2 separate regions of the Oryzias latipes genome follow, and region 2 is linked to region 1. A link is a contact called in public Hi-C data. All regions are on one chromosome and are shown on one strand. The core of a region is the stretch at or near the end of the contact, and the rest is flanking DNA. Distances in the headings are between cores, read along the strand shown. Region 1 overlaps LOC101159862 (ankyrin repeat and fibronectin type-III domain-containing protein 1). Region 2 overlaps LOC101162079 (alpha-1,6-mannosylglycoprotein 6-beta-N-acetylglucosaminyltransferase B).

What was found. Hi-C and Micro-C count contacts between places; a contact is called where the count stands out from the background.
Region 2: a Hi-C map of fibroblasts shows a contact between it and region 1, with 2.9 times the contacts expected there. The contact joins two enhancer-like sites. A contact is called at or near these places in 2 of 5 Hi-C or Micro-C datasets (embryo and fibroblasts).

The regions. Positions count from the first base shown.
Region 1 is chr19:8,581,469-8,589,202 of ASM223467v1, forward strand. The region is part of intron 5 of LOC101159862 (ankyrin repeat and fibronectin type-III domain-containing protein 1); the gene reads left to right. Among protein-coding and RNA genes, the nearest start is that of LOC101159862, 63 kb to the left of the region's middle. Within about 2 kb of position 3,488, at least 4 of the 8 cell types and tissues checked have an H3K27ac peak or open chromatin away from gene starts, as enhancers often do.
Region 2 is chr19:8,797,610-8,805,343 of ASM223467v1, forward strand. It overlaps LOC101162079 (alpha-1,6-mannosylglycoprotein 6-beta-N-acetylglucosaminyltransferase B), which reads right to left. Exons shown (of 18, transcript XM_011488111.3): 12 at 6,679-6,821; 13 at 5,782-5,937; 14 at 5,466-5,612; 15 at 5,263-5,379; 16 at 5,066-5,140; 17 at 4,741-4,901; 18 at 3,602-3,878. The coding sequence ends at 3,689. Among protein-coding and RNA genes, the nearest start is that of LOC101162079, 13 kb to the right of the region's middle. Within about 2 kb of position 3,797, at least 1 of the 8 cell types and tissues checked has an H3K27ac peak or open chromatin away from gene starts, as enhancers often do.

The sequences.
Region 1 (7,734 bases), core at 2,238-4,737:
TTGTGTTTTTATTTATTTTTTAATTAATAAATGTTGGTGTAAGGTAAAATTAATAATTGAAATAGTTTTTATCAAAATAAAATATGACAAGGGATAAGTGATTTTATATTTTGGCTCTACTGCTGTTTGAAATCTGGGGGTTAGTTTTCTTTGACAGCTGTTCTAAATTTGACAAACAGATTGACAATGTTGTCAAAATGAGCTTTTATCACTTACGCCTTAGCTAAAGCTAAACCTTCCTTGAGTCACAGTGATCTAGAAACAGCCATCCATCCCATGAATACCTCTCGCATAGATTATTACCATACTTTCAGTGTCACCCGGCGATCACCGTACCGTCCCCAGTTAGTTCAAAATGCAAATTTTTCTCCTTTTATGCTGTTTTTAATGCCATTCTTAATTTGCCTAATTTGAAACTTTCTTTTGTCTTTCTTTTATTGTAAAGTACTTTAGTACCATGAAAGTGTGGTAAAGTGCTATATAAATAAAGCTTCATTCATTCCTTCATTCATTTATTTGTTTTATATCTGATGAATGACAGGGGTATAATAGGGTTTTAGGTTAAAAGATATATACAATTTTATTATGTTCTTGTAGCCTTTTTTTCTGCAGCACCAACTAACATTGCTGACTGACTTAGCTTTTACACTGGTACCTCGTTTTAAGTCATTTCAAATGGAAGTCTGTGAACCTGTTTGGCTAAAGGTTAGCAAGTGTAAAAATTCTACAAGGCACAAAAACAAGTTGTCGAACCTGTCTGCTAATTTTTTTGAAAGCGTACAATTTGTTTTGTGCCTTTGATGAATATGCAATATGGACATCTACATTACATTGTGAACAAGATCTACTTAGCACATACAATGTTATTTATCAAATGTGAAACAAGATTGCACAAGCTGTTTTGATTCTACGGTTTGTTCCTTAGAAAACAATATGCAGCGTCTTTTTTGCTCTTATAAATATCTTAGCATGCAAGAGATTTTTTTTTTTTTTTAAACAGACATGTCCAGTGTCTGCGACTCTCCTGCACTCTTCATCTCCTCCAACCTCTGACTGATGTGCCCTGGGGCAGCTGACAATGACGGCACTTACCACCTCCTCTACCCCATCTTTAATTCTTTCTATAAGGGAATTTTTTAGCCATCGTCAGCACAGACACAAGCTAGCAAGTTGCTGAGTGTGCACTCCAATGGATTCCAACATAGAGTGCCACCTTTGCCTTCCTGGCACAGAAAGCAGTGCATGTCTCATGCTTCAATAGAGGTCAGACCCTCTTCAAGGGGGCTGCAAACTATTTAACTTGTTCATTGCACTCATTCTTTCTACTTTATCGCATTGATTTATTTTGTGCAATCCATATCTCATGCTACATCCTAATTCAACTTCTGCAGTATGCGCCTGGAACCTATCGGAACTACAACATGACAAAGATGAGATACACCTCTGACAGTTTGTCATTCCACCACAGGGTCAAACGCACACAGATACACATACACAGCACAATTTAAGTCTCAGTCATCCTATCCAAGTTATTTTTCATAACTGTTGGAGGAGGCCAGAGGGCCTGGAGGAAAACCCGCACATGCACTGGGAGAACATGCAAACTCCACACATAAAGGACCCAGCTAGGATTCGAACCAGGCGTCCTTGCTGTAAGCCAATTGGGCTGACAGGTACACTACCGTGCTGCTGTATTCCTATTTATTAGAATTTATCATTGAATATTTAGAATTTTAGTTCAAGGGTATCCTCAGTTAGAGGTGTCTGTATCAGGGAGGTTGGTTCCAGCTGTAGGGCTTTTCCATGATGCTGATGCCTGCATATGGCTGCAAATACAAGTTTATTTGTAATTATTCAATATATTTGTTTTATATTTCTACAAATATGTTAAGCACCTTGCACAAAATAGAAAAAATAAAATATATATCATATTGGTTTATTGCCATACCTGACTGCAAATATATTCAGCTTCACATTTATGTATGCTGACTTTGTTTTAAGGCATTTTCTACTCTTATTTACATTTCCACTAGCTTTTTAAATAAAATTGTAATAAAGTCAATGAAACAAGAGTTTTATATTCAGGTCAGCAAATGATAACAGCACTAGTGAGAGCCAAGTATTTATAAAAGCCTTTACATGTTGTTTGTTTATAAATTGAGTCAAGTTCATTCCTTACAACTGACATCAGACTCATACTGTGCACACACGCGCACACACATTTTTCTCTGTTCACTCATTGTACTGAAAAAACACAGTCTCTTGTGGACTTGTGTACACAAACCATTGAAGTCTTATTTTAAACACACTTTCACCTTCTTACACACACATACTGTATACACACTGGCTTGCCAGCAGGCCTGAGCACATCCTCTGTATTACTGACACCTCCTGGCTACTTTATGAATTGGACAATTGAAATGATGTTTGCAGGATAAAATTAAACATATTGGATAGCCCAATTTCAGTCGTCCATGACTGCAGAGAAAGGATAAACATATCTCTAAAGACTTTTAAAAAAAAGTCTGGACTTAATAATCAATGGGACTAACAAACAGTAAATTAGAAAATTTTAATAATTTCAAAATTTCACCTGCTGAAAAGTTGTTTTGTGAAGAAGAATAAAGTTGTGAAGGTGTCAGATGTTTTCAAGACGTCTGTCAACCTTTCAGTGGGGCCTCCTTGTTGACACAATAATGCAGATTCATGACTATTAAACTAATTATTTAAAAATGAATTTTGGAACAGAATTTGCTTCCCATACCATTATCTGGTCTATCTTGTCTATCCGGCCTTTGTTGATGAAGCCAGCTAGCTTTCACTTTATTCTTCAGCTCACACGCCTCCCTCCGTCTTACTGTGAGGTGAATCCTGATCATCAGTAATACCCTCTGTTTTTTGTATCTCTCAAACGGCTCTCGAGAGGCCCCTGCCGTCTCTTATTTTCTGCCAGCCTGTCTCTTTAAGGTTCTGTTTGTTTATGTCGAGGCCCAGCTCAGTGAGACCTGTGCAGGCTCAGTGCTGGGCTCCTTTCATAGGGGCTCCATTTTGTTCTTAATAAAATGGCACTCAGTGGCCGGGGGACTGGCAGGCACCCAGCACCCTGGGAAACCAAAGAATGCCGGCCTTCATTTAGCGACAAACATCTATTGCCTGAGGAGGCTAGTTCTCCACTCCGCTCCTCAATGCTGCTGCTGCTGGAGCCTGTCTCACTATATGTGTGTGTGTGTGTGTCACCACGGTTGAAGGAGTCAGGTATGGCAGCTCCTCTCATAGCTGGCCTCATGTTGACGTTTGCTTACACCATTCTGTCTTTCCTGACCCAGCTTCGGCCGGCCGCTCGAAAACATGTTGCCCCACTTCTCCTTCTCATCCCCTGCCTCTCGGGCCCTCGCTCTCAATCATTGGGTTTGAATGGTGGGAACAGAGCAGCCATTAAGATGCATATTTAGAGGTGCTCACTCCTCCCCCTCCCATCTGCCCTCTCATAAGACACACACACGCACATTGTAAGTCACTGAGAGTGCATGTCACAGGGGACGCACGCATCTTTACACCCCCACACACTCGCACTCACACACACTGATGCATTCTTGAATGAAAGCTTTGCATTATTGGGTTGTTTCTGTTCTGTCATCCACTTTACTCCCAATCCCTTGCTCAAAAATGTCAGAGAAAGAAGCCGCAGGTATTATTTTTACCTTTATTTTAGCAGAAGTCATTTTGACAGGGTAAGTAAAGACCATGCATTTGACCACATGTGAGCAGGAATAGATGTGGATCCAGGAACAAGGTTTTTAACGCTACACAATATGTTGACACATACAAAAACAGATGATGACAGTGGAATGTGTGTCCTGTAGTCCGGGAAGCTGTGGTTTTTAAAATTCAGCTACTTCAGCTTGTGCACAGTCACCCAACAAAAACCTGCTCGGTGCTAAAACTGTAAGAGAACACAGAGTGAGTGATGCAGGCAAATGATGCTGGATGAAAAGATAAAAAAAAGTGACGATGTTAGGAAGGAGACAAGGATTGACAAGTGCAATAAAACTGCTCACGGATGATATTTTCTTCTAGATTTTCTTTTTAACAGTACAAAATAAAAGGGAAAAAAGTGAAATATATTTTCAGAAAAGGAATAACAAGCACAAATGAAAAGAAAATGTGAGGATGATGAAAGAGGAAATGATAGTTGCAGGCAAACCTGCAATCGTCTGGGGGAGGATAAGGCAAAAGTGAAGGCTGGGAGAGCGGAGTAAGGCAATGTCTTTTGTTTCCTGCTAATGGGACTCATATGACAGATTTTGGAAACAATGAGTCATAGAGAGCAAGACTGTCGCAACTATTGGGGAAAAGCAGGCTCCATGCACCAGAGGATTGTGTTTGTAGCTATTGTAAAGTGATATTTTATTTCCCCCCGAACTTTTAAATCATACTTAAGTAATGTGGAATTAACACAACTGCTTATTTTTTGCAGAATGATAACTTTAGGTTGAAAACTTAACTCTAGATATTCATACATGTCAAAAAGTGGATGCTGTATTGCAGTTGCTGTCCTCCATCTTTGATCTTGGTGTACTAGATAATTGCACTTGGTGTGCGTTTGCATGTGTGACTTAGCGTGGTGAAAGATGGACACCACATTATTGACAGTCACTGATGCATAGACGGACAGGTGGACGTTGGGTTAAGATACATGTAAACCCATTTTATAGAGTTATTTGTTCTCTCTTCTTCCAGCTGCCGCCCTCTTTCAACATGAAATATTTCAACACAAATCCTCTCACTCCATTATTGCCCCACCCACACCCCCATGGCAAAGCAAGCACATGCATTCAAACTGGCTCATTGATTCCATGCTGCCCGGCTTGCATGTTTTTGTTGTAGTTTTGCTTTAATCTGGCTGAAACGCACTTAAAGTGTTTGGAACTAAAGTAAAAGCAAAATTTTGCTTTAAGGTTTTTATGGCTTCTCGTCAGCCTCTGTTAGGGAAGGTGATAGAGTGGTCGGCGTTGCTTGCAGCACTGCCATCAAGAACAGTTGTGGCCTTGAGTCACCCCATCTACCTTGATATGTTTGTTTTATTTCCCTCAGTGTCATTTTTATCAACCAACTGTAGCTGGAAAGTAAAACTTAAAGGAAAAAAATACGTGTTGGAAAGAATATTTATCATAATTTGTTTAGTATCAGTGCTCTGTGATGATTTACTGTGGGATTTGTGCAGCCAAGTAACAGAATTTCTTATCTTGAGCCATTTTACCATTAAAGAAGACTTAAAGGTACAGCTAAATCAGGGGTATGCAAAAAAACAACAGGATGAATTTTATTTTGAATGGAACTTTTTTTTAAATTGTTATATAAAGAAAAAGAAAAATAGAACATGTTACACTTCAATTACTGTATTTTGTCAAAAGCAAAAATTTATGAATAAAAGCCTTAATGACATCAAAAACAAATTATAAAATATGTTTTTTTCTAAACGTTGAATTGGGACTTTTCGGTTCTCGCTGGGTTTTGGTCAGTAAGAAACGGGACAAAATGGCTCCGTTATAGTGTTAGAGGTTGCAGTCCTCTGAGCTTGATTATAGTTTGAAGAGTGTTAAATTATTAATTTTTTTAGAACTTTCTATTTCTATTTTTTAATTAATGTTTGAAATTGAATTTTTCAGTTAAGAACTCCCAACTCTCTTTTTCATGTTATACCAGAAGTTATTATTGTTAACAGAATTCACAATTTGTGTTGATTACTAAATCAAATTCTGAAGTGTTATTTTGGCTTTAAACATTGTTTTTTTCCCCTTCAAAACATTTAAATCAATTACCAATGATAGGTAATGGCTCTGTGAAGATTCAGATAAATTGCCAACGCTGTTTTTCGGTTTGATTTTAGCCTTTATTGTGTTATTTAGTTGTGGTTGAAACTTACACTTGTCATTCTACATTTATATTTACTATTAAAAACACAAGCTATTAATAAACGACAATTTGGGTAATTTATTGCCATCTATCTATCTATCTATCTATCTATCTATCTATCTATCTATCTATCTATCTATCTATCTATCTATCTATCTATCTATCTATCTATCTATCTATCTATCTATCTATCTATCTATCTATCTATCTATCTATCTATCTATCTATCTATCTATCTATCTATCTATCTATCTATCTATCTATCTATCTGACAACCGTGGGTGGTTTCTCCCCCAAACTCGGGTCCTCTACCAGAGGGGTTTCTCCCCCAAGCTCGGGTCCTCTACCAGAGGCCTGGGAGCTTGAGGGTCCTGCAGTGTCTTAGCTGTTCCTGGCACTGCACTTTTCTGGACTGGTCTGAGGTCTTTCCAGGGATCTGTTGTAGCCACTCCTCCAGCTTGGAGGTTACTGCCTCGAGTGCTCCAATTACCACAGGCACCACTGTCACCTTGACTTTCCATGCTTTCTCCAGTTCTTGTCTGAGTCCCTGGTATTTCTCCAGTTTCTCGTGTTCCTTCTTCCTGATGTTCCCATCGCTTGGCACTGCCACATCCACAACAACGGCTTTCCTCTGCTCTTTATCCACCACTACAATGTCTGGTTGGTTCGCCATTACCATTCTATCAGTCTGGATCTGGAAGTCCCACAGGATCTTTGCCCTCTCATTCTCTACCAACTTCGGAGGTGTTTCCCATTTTGACTTTGGGGTTTCTAGTCCATATTCTGCACACATGTTCCTGCATCCTATTCCAGCCACTTGATTGTGGCGCTCCATGTATGCTTTCCCTGCCAGCATCTTACACCCTGCAGTTATGTGCTGGATTGTTTCAGGTGCCTCTTTACACAGCCTACACCTTGGGTCTTGTCTGGTGTGGTAGGTCTGAGCCTCTATTGCTCTGGTACACAGAGCTTGTTCCTGAGCTGCCAGGATGAGTGCTTCAGTGCTATCCTGTAGGCCAACCCTTTCTAGCCATTGATAGGACTTCTTGATATCAGCCACTACAGTTATGGTCTGGTGGTACAACCTATGCAGGGGTTTGTCCTCCTATGAGGGTCCGTCCTCCCGAACTGCTTTCTCTACTCTCTATTGCCTGAGACATTCACTGAGCACATTGTCAGTTGAGGCCTTGAGCTTGATGTATTCATGGATCTTGGATGTTTCATCCTGGATAGTGGCTTCCACGCTCAATAGTCCTTGCGGCTAGCGTACAGTCTCAGGGTGCTGGATTTTGGATGGAACCCTCCATGCATGGTGAGGAGCTTTCGTGTCTTAACATCCGTGGTCTGTATCTCTTCCTTTGGCAATTTTATTATTTCTGCAGGGTATCTGATAACTGGCAGTGCGTAGCTGTTTATTGCCCAGGTCTTATTGTTGCCATTAAGCTGGCTTCTCAGGACTTGCCTTACCCGTTGGAGGTATTTGGCTGTTGCAGCTTTCCTTGGTGCCTGCTCCAGGTTGCCATTTGCCTGTGGAATTCCAAGGTACTTGTAACTGTCCTCAATGTCTCCCATTGTTCCTTCTGGGAATAGACCCCTCCTGTGTGGACTACCTTGCTTCTCTTTGTCACCATCCGGCTACATTTCTCGAGCCCGAATGACATCCCAATGTCAGTACTGTGGATCCTGGTGGTGTGGATCAGGGAGTCAATGTAGCGCTCGCTCTTAGCATATAGCTTGATGTCATTCATGCAAAGGAGGTGACTGATGTTGGCCCCATTTCTGAGTCGATATCCATAGCCAGTCTTGTTGATTATTTGG
Region 2 (7,734 bases), core at 2,547-5,046, 220 kb after region 1:
AAATGACATGCAGAGTTTCTTTGCAGCAGAACTAAACAGCAGTCATTCATCACTAAAATGCTCACAATAGCCTTCAGAACATTTGAAAAAAAAATAAAATAAAATAACCCAGAATGATTCTAAAACCAAACTGGCAACAATTACCAAGAACATATGTGGCTGAAACCAGACACGTCCTACAAAGAAGCTTCATTCCGAGGGGAAACATGTCAGCATTGAAGGAAAGATGGATGTAGAAAAATACAGAGCAGCTCTCAGTGAAAACTTTTCCCACACTGCTTAGTGCTTTTAACTGTGGTTGGGGTTTTTATTTCAACAATACAATAACCAGAAGCATATCAGCATGAAAACACAATAGTAGCAGAAACAGCAAAGAATCTCAAGGAGTCTGTCAAAACCAATGCAAAATGCAAAACAAATGAATGTCTGCCAAGTTTGTATGATTCAAAAGCAGCATCAGGACTATCATTAAGGAAATATTAAACTATTTAAAAAAAAATGATAGTCATGTCATGTTTTAAGCATTCTCTCTGCACAGTTTTAAAATGAAAACAGTGCTGTTTTTCTTGGTAGAAATTAAATTTGTATGTACTGTGATTTATTTGAAAACATGAATATCTGCCTTAAACGATGTCCTTTTAAAGGTTCATGTCATTCTTTTTTTTTTTCCTTTTTCCTTCCATTTCTTAGCACTTTTTTTAAAAAGTAAAGTTAAAAGTTGTATTCTCTTCCTTGATGGATGTTACTTTTTTTTGTGGTGACATACAAAGTCATCAGGTTCCGTTGAAATTTTTTATATAAAAAAAATGCTCAGATAAATAATTTTGTCCACCCTCACTAAAGTTACATTTTCTTGATGAGAATTCCAGTTTAGCTTAGACTGTCTATAGTTTAGTTTAGCAATCAGCTATTGTATTTCCTGACTGAATTTATGTTTTTGTATGATTACTAGTGTTAAAGCCAGTTGAGACAACTAAAATGACATTGGGCTAAAATTGAATTATATTGAATTGCATGGTTTCTCCTTAATGTAAACCTCGGTTAGTCTGTTGGTGGATCCATAAAGATGATGTGCTACATGATTTCAGCTGCATGATTTTCTTTGAATATCTTTTGATGATTTGGTCATTTTGAACTCCCGAAGAGGTTCAAAAAAATGTTTTTAATAGAATATTGGCAGAGAATATTTTTACTGATTACGTTTTTTTTCATCAGATCAAAGTGACAACAGTGCATTTAGAAATATATACAAATAAATTACGCTTTTATGTTATAAAGTATTTCTTTAATATATTATGAAAATAACAATAAAAATAGTTATTATTTCTTGTAACAGAAGATTAGCATTTTCATTATTTGTCCTGTTCAAGAGAAAACCATCAACAAAACCTATATACAGATAACAGGACCAGAAATGTTTTTGCAAAAATGATTTAATTTCACAGTTTAATGCAAAATGTGCTTTACCATTTTTACTCTTGTTATTTTATAAATAGAAAAGCAATCATACATTTGTGTGAAAATTATATATTTTTAGATGTTGGACTATTTCTTTTTTTTCCTGTAAAAAAACTGATTATTTCAAAAATGAAATAAATGTAACTTACAATAAATGACTGTATTTAAAAAAAAAAACAACAACAAAAAAAAACAATTCTCTGGAAAGTTTTATGATTAAACCAATTGTTGCCCTAATACTAATGTGGTTTGTTTATAACAGAATTAGAAAAATAATGTAAATTTTTGGGACTTTGGGATGAGGTATTTGTCATCTACCATGTTTGTGAAGAGCTTATTAAAGACATCATATCTTCATCTTTAGTCGTGTCGTTTAACATGATTTTCAAAACCAATGTGTGGAAAATCCAGAGCTCCAATGACGTGAACCTTCTTCATCATACAAATATCTTTTTGTCCTGAAGGACATCATGCTGTCTGTCACAGTCAAATGGGTTTGGAGCAACCGTCTTAATCCTGTTAGTTCTGCTCTCTCATGCTGTGAGGTAAATCAGCAGAAGTGTGGAACAGGGAAACTTTTGACCACATTTAAATGTTTTTGGAGCCTTAGACTGAACTCTCTATTGCCCCCTGGGAAGTGAGTGACAGCTTTTATGTTGGCAAATGTGATATAAACTGTGACTCATCCAGAAATAACATCTTTTTCCTGAATGTTTCAAACACAACCCTCTGAGTCAAAGAATTACCTCTGAAACCTTGTCCTTTTTATTCCAAAATTGCTGTTTGACATGAACCAAAGTTAAATTCCATCACTTTTGGCCTAATTAAGCAAATCTCACACTGGATGTAGGGAAATCAGTTCATCTCAAAGGCTGTTTTCATGGGACATTTCACAGCTAGTTACGATCACATTTGTCAGTCCTGGTCTCCAACCACTGCAAGTAATGTGCTCAGGCTACACACACAACATTGAGCCAGAAAGTAACTTTTCCTACTAGTTAGATACTAGTAAGACATTTTAATGAGCATTAAAAATGTCTGTTTAGCATCCTTTGAGGCGTTTTCCCAACAGCAGAATCATGTATTCATCAATTCTCTATCACTGAACACACCGCTTTTGTTTCTTGAACAGGCTGCTCTGCAGGAGGAAGATGTTAAAACGAGTCTGTGCCGTAGAATTCACCGTTTTGGATTTTCCTTATAGTGGCTGACATTGCTAAATACCCTCGGGAAGTTCAGGGTCATGATTTGAGGCTAGATATTGGTCACGGCTAGGGGGTAATAGAGCACCTCTGGGCAACATTAGTCATTTGTTATCATATGTTATCATCAAAATGGTTTCAAAGTGCCATTTCCAGTAAATGACTTAAAAAAACACAATTAGGCCAGTCCTTTGTGACTTTTTTTCCAGTGTGTATTGAAAAGATAAACAATGCAGCTCTGCTGTTCCTTGCATTGGTTGCATGGATTTTAAAACACTGTTTAGGGGGTTTCTTGAGTCAGACAATTGGGAACCAATAGTTCATATAACAATTTAATCATGGCTGTCTGGCGCAGACCTCCCAATGGCATCCAGAGGTTATCCATGAATCGCCCAGATAATGAGCCTCATCGCTTAGCCTGTCATGCTCTCTCCTTTGAGGGGAAAATAATCTTCATAGCCAGCATAGCTACATAATCATAAACCCATTTAGATTGGTGCAATTTTAATTGAAAACGTTAATTTGATTTGGCACTGGTGCCTTGAATTTATCAGTTTTTAGTTGGTAAGCTTTCATTTGTTCATTTGCCCAATCACTCTAGTGTAAGAAAAGTTTTAGACTTGTCTCTGTATGTGTCAAAATATTTCATTTTTGGATATAAATAATTACAAACTTTACTACAGACAAGACTGTAAAACTTTCACTTGTTTTGTAAAGGCTGCTGCTTGGATGTGCTAGAAAAACCTATATGTGCAGAGCTTGCATTGGAAGGGGCTCTTGGATAAGATTTATTCCACTGAATTCTTTCATTTTGTGGTGTTTAACCCTTGTGCTATCTTAGATGACCCCACCCTTGCATTGACGTGTTATTCCTACCATGACAAAGGTGGATAAAGGTGGAAAGATTTCATGTAATCCATTGACACCAGTGAGGTTCACAAATCCTTGAAGAAAAAGGTTCAGCGCACTGTCTAGTGGGTCTAGATGACCCAACTCCCATTGTTAAAGTGCCTAGTATAGCACAAGGGTTACAGGCACTGTGGGCACAGTGCCACTTGTCCAGAACTGCAGGGACACAGTCTGCGGTGTGAAGGGTCAGAGCCAGCACAACTAAACAGCAGATTCTCCCGCTGAAGGCCACAGTGACGACCCCAAGGGTTGTAAGAGGGGAACAGATGGTTGACTTCCTGCACCATGCGAGAGCAGCCCAGTCCAAGCCTGCAAAATGGAAATTAGTGATAGATTTATGGAATGCCATACATCTCCTGATCCTCCTGGATTCTCTTAAAAGGAGGCGTCATGCCACATTCCTTTTTGAAATCCCTGAAATCTGTTAATATACCTGAGCGTGGAGGTATACAAGCCACAGGAGCAATGAGAGCAAGGCCGCCTAAATGTCAAGTTTTTTTCTAAATTGTTTTAACCACCAGGTTTAGCTTTCTAATGAAATACCAATGTGTTACATTTATTTTTTTTAAAAAGTGTTAGAATACATGACAGCAAAGTTAAACATAAATATGGTGATTTCTTTTGACAACAAAATTATCAAATACATCTTAAATTTGGACTTGTGGGCTTTTTAATTGTAATTTGTCATTTCTGGTGAATAAATGGACAAGACAAACATAGAGGTTAATTGTTAACAATTTAATTATTGTTAGAATTACATAACTGGATAGAAATCAACCAAAAATGCAGTTAAAAGAATTATAAACTACATAAAAAGAATATAACTAATCTCTGTGATTGTCTTCTCTTCATGATAGTTATCAAATCTATATCTGGAAAACAGAAATAAGTTATTATTTGATATGATTTTTAAAAATTTGCATTTCCACACAAAAAGCAAAATCTTCTGAGATGATGACTTAGAGATCTAACCCCTTAACTTTCAACTCTAGGTTCCGTAGTTCTCAATTTTTTTCATTTTTCGTTTTCATTATTAGTAAACCCTTATGATGTAAAGCTATTTTTGAGAGGTGAGAGGTTTCAGCATCATTTTGGAAAAAAAAAATCATTTTTTGTGTTTTTCTGTGAAGCAAAGATATGTGCATGTAGTACATGTCTGCTGTTTTCTCACCTGGTGAAAGCCGCAGGAGTGTTGAGGTGATGAAAGAGAGCAGGCTCGCACCACAGTGACGAGTGTTGACACACACTCACACAGGACTGACCCAGTGGACCCAAGTGCACCTTTAAAGCACTCTCTGGGGGCCAAGTAGGTACGGATGTACTGCAGAAGTTCTTGATGGATTCAGAATCAGGAAATAGATGAGAAAATGTAAACTTATCATTAATGTGAGTTGTTAAAATAGCTTTTTAGCTCATTTAAAACAGTATCAAATGTGCTTTTACTATGACACTGCTGGTAGTTATTAACTTTTGGAATTAAAAATGTGTTATTGGACCTGGTAGGTGATGTAACTATGAACCCGCTCCAGCATTCCCACACAAGTGAACTCTCGAGGAGTGAAAGGTTTCACCTGCAGAAACATACACAAACTCTTTTATTCAGAGCTACCATGAGTGGAATTTAGAGAAAATGAGATTAATGTTTATGTACTTATAACAAAGCTGTTCTTAGTTCTAGGCGAGTGACAGCTACCTCAGTGTTTAGAATAGACTTGACTGCCTCTCGAACAGCAGTCGTGTTGGTCATGTCCACAGTCAGCACGTAGGGTTTACCAATGAACTGTTCTGCGTACGGGTGCTGGGAGGAGATCTGACCATGAAAGTCATTGACTGTTTTTAGATCACAGCAACAATTTATAATGTTTTTTTTCCACTTTTGGTAGTTTTTTTTTTTACTTTTCTTGTGGTGGGTTTGCCCTTGTAGAAATTGTTGTTGTCTGATGTGTGTGGAGGGTCAAAGCGTGGTTGGAGGAAAATGCAGCCCAGAGCTATGGCTTCAATAGGAGCAGGACCCTCATATGGGAAACCGAGCCCAATAAATACCTGGAACACAGAAACAACAGAAAAAGCAATAAGTGATAAACAAATCAGGTTGTTATTATTAGTTTTGATACACACCAAATTCCGTTTGGAGCTATAAAACATGCTCTGCTTTCAGAGGAAATCATTTCCATGTTTGGTAGAATTATTCTGTGACAGCTTCGTCTCTCACCTTGGCTCTGTGGAGAAGTTTTAGGAATTGTTCTTGTGTCAGGAGTCCATGGTTTTTCACAAAACTGGGCAAATTGGAAGAATGGTGTGAAGCCTGGTAGACTGTGCCATGAGTCTCCAGTTCTTCACTGATTATTCGCACATATTCGGATTTACCCTGGTACCAAAAAACAGCAAAAATACAAAACAAAACATGTAAACAAATGTATACCCACACACTGAAAATGAAAATTTAAAGATCCACTCCAATGAAAAATGTGTTTTGGTGTTTTTAATATGTTCTTGTGGTATTTGTCTCATGATGGAGGACATATCTAAAGACAATTAAGCTTAAAATTGCATTTCTGGGTGTTTATTTATTCAAATCATTGTTAATCATAAGCACACAGAAAGGAAATGCTGTTGGAAAAAGCTTATGTGACGCAGAAGCTACTACGGCAAGCCACAGGCTCCCTGCTCTGTCCCGTTCTGATGCCTCCACTTGTAAACGACTATGTCTTCATTTTTCTCGTTCGAGCTGGCATCTAGTCATAAATAAAATATGACTAGAAATAAAAAAATAGACATTTTTTAAAAGACCAACATAGAAAAAAATATCCTGTCACTCTACATTCAAGCAAGTTAACTTATAGGTCCACGTATTTAAAGTGCTATAACATAACAAACTTGTGAGCAATACATAAACTTAGGTTTATTGCTGCTTGCCCGGGTTTATTGTATCCCCACCGCAACTCACACTGAAAGGGACCGTGGTAAGGCATCTCACAAACCAACTTAAAAATAATAAAACCAAATGTGAAAATCCCTACAAAATAAAATGACAACGTGTGTCTTCATTTAAACCTTCCAGTAGTTCTTGGAAACAGTTATTTATTCGCTTCTCGTTTGGAGATACTACCTGCCACATGTAGTCCTGTTTGCCATAGACAACTGCTATCCGCTCTTTCCTGTAGCTCTCTGGCTCCAGCCTATCCTTACTCTTTTCCGTCTTTAGTGCCTCCTCACTCACAAAACCCAGGAAAGAGTTGTCAGGAGTGTGAGCTGCAGAAAAGAATATGTAATGCAGAAAAATACCAACATAGAGACTGAATCAAAACTTTAGCTTTCATCCCTTTACGCCTGAATTTATTTCCAGCAAAAGAAATTACATATGTTTTTGCTTTCAAGTAGAAGTTAAGTTAAGGTAATTTTGGAGCCAAAATATTTACATCAATAGGTGTCAGGAGGTTCATCAAACAAGAGAAAGAAGAGATGAGAAAAAAATGTGTCTTCGTGTCTGCTCATGCTTTCTATGCCCTCTTTGCCCCAGAAACTGTTTATTTTAGAAAACTAGATCAAACATGGGGAATACTTCCACACTCATCTCCACAAAGGATGACCCAAAACAAATGAAGCTATGAGCAAAACAAATGTTCCTGAAACATCCCCAAAAACTACTTCTGGCCAACATTGATGGACAAGCTTATTAAGACAGTGGCTTAGATTCTGTGTCAGAAGAAAAACATTCTGAAGACATCAATCATCGGTTGAGGAAAGTGAGTTGTCCACATAAAATAGCAGATTAGGTGTTTTGATAAGCAGCTGCTGTTTTTTGACATGCTTGGGAAGGTGATGGAGAGAAGTGTTTACTTTGGAAAGAATGTGCCATCAACACTACCAGTCGAAGCTGCATACAGAGTCAAGTCTGCATGTGTTGGAATCTACAGTTCTCCTCTGTCTTGTTGAAGACATCTGCTAAATCTGTCTCAATTCATTCCCAGTGTTACCCTGTTGGATCTGTTTTTGCCTTTACTTGTCTCCAATGCCTTGGTCCACAGCTTTACACACTCACACATCAGATTGACGCAATAGGCCAAAACAAAATTCAAAATTACTTGTTTTTTTTGTGTATATACTTTTTTAGCCGGTAGAGATTATTAGAACTAAGGACTTTCTTTTGTGTCTTTTGTTACAT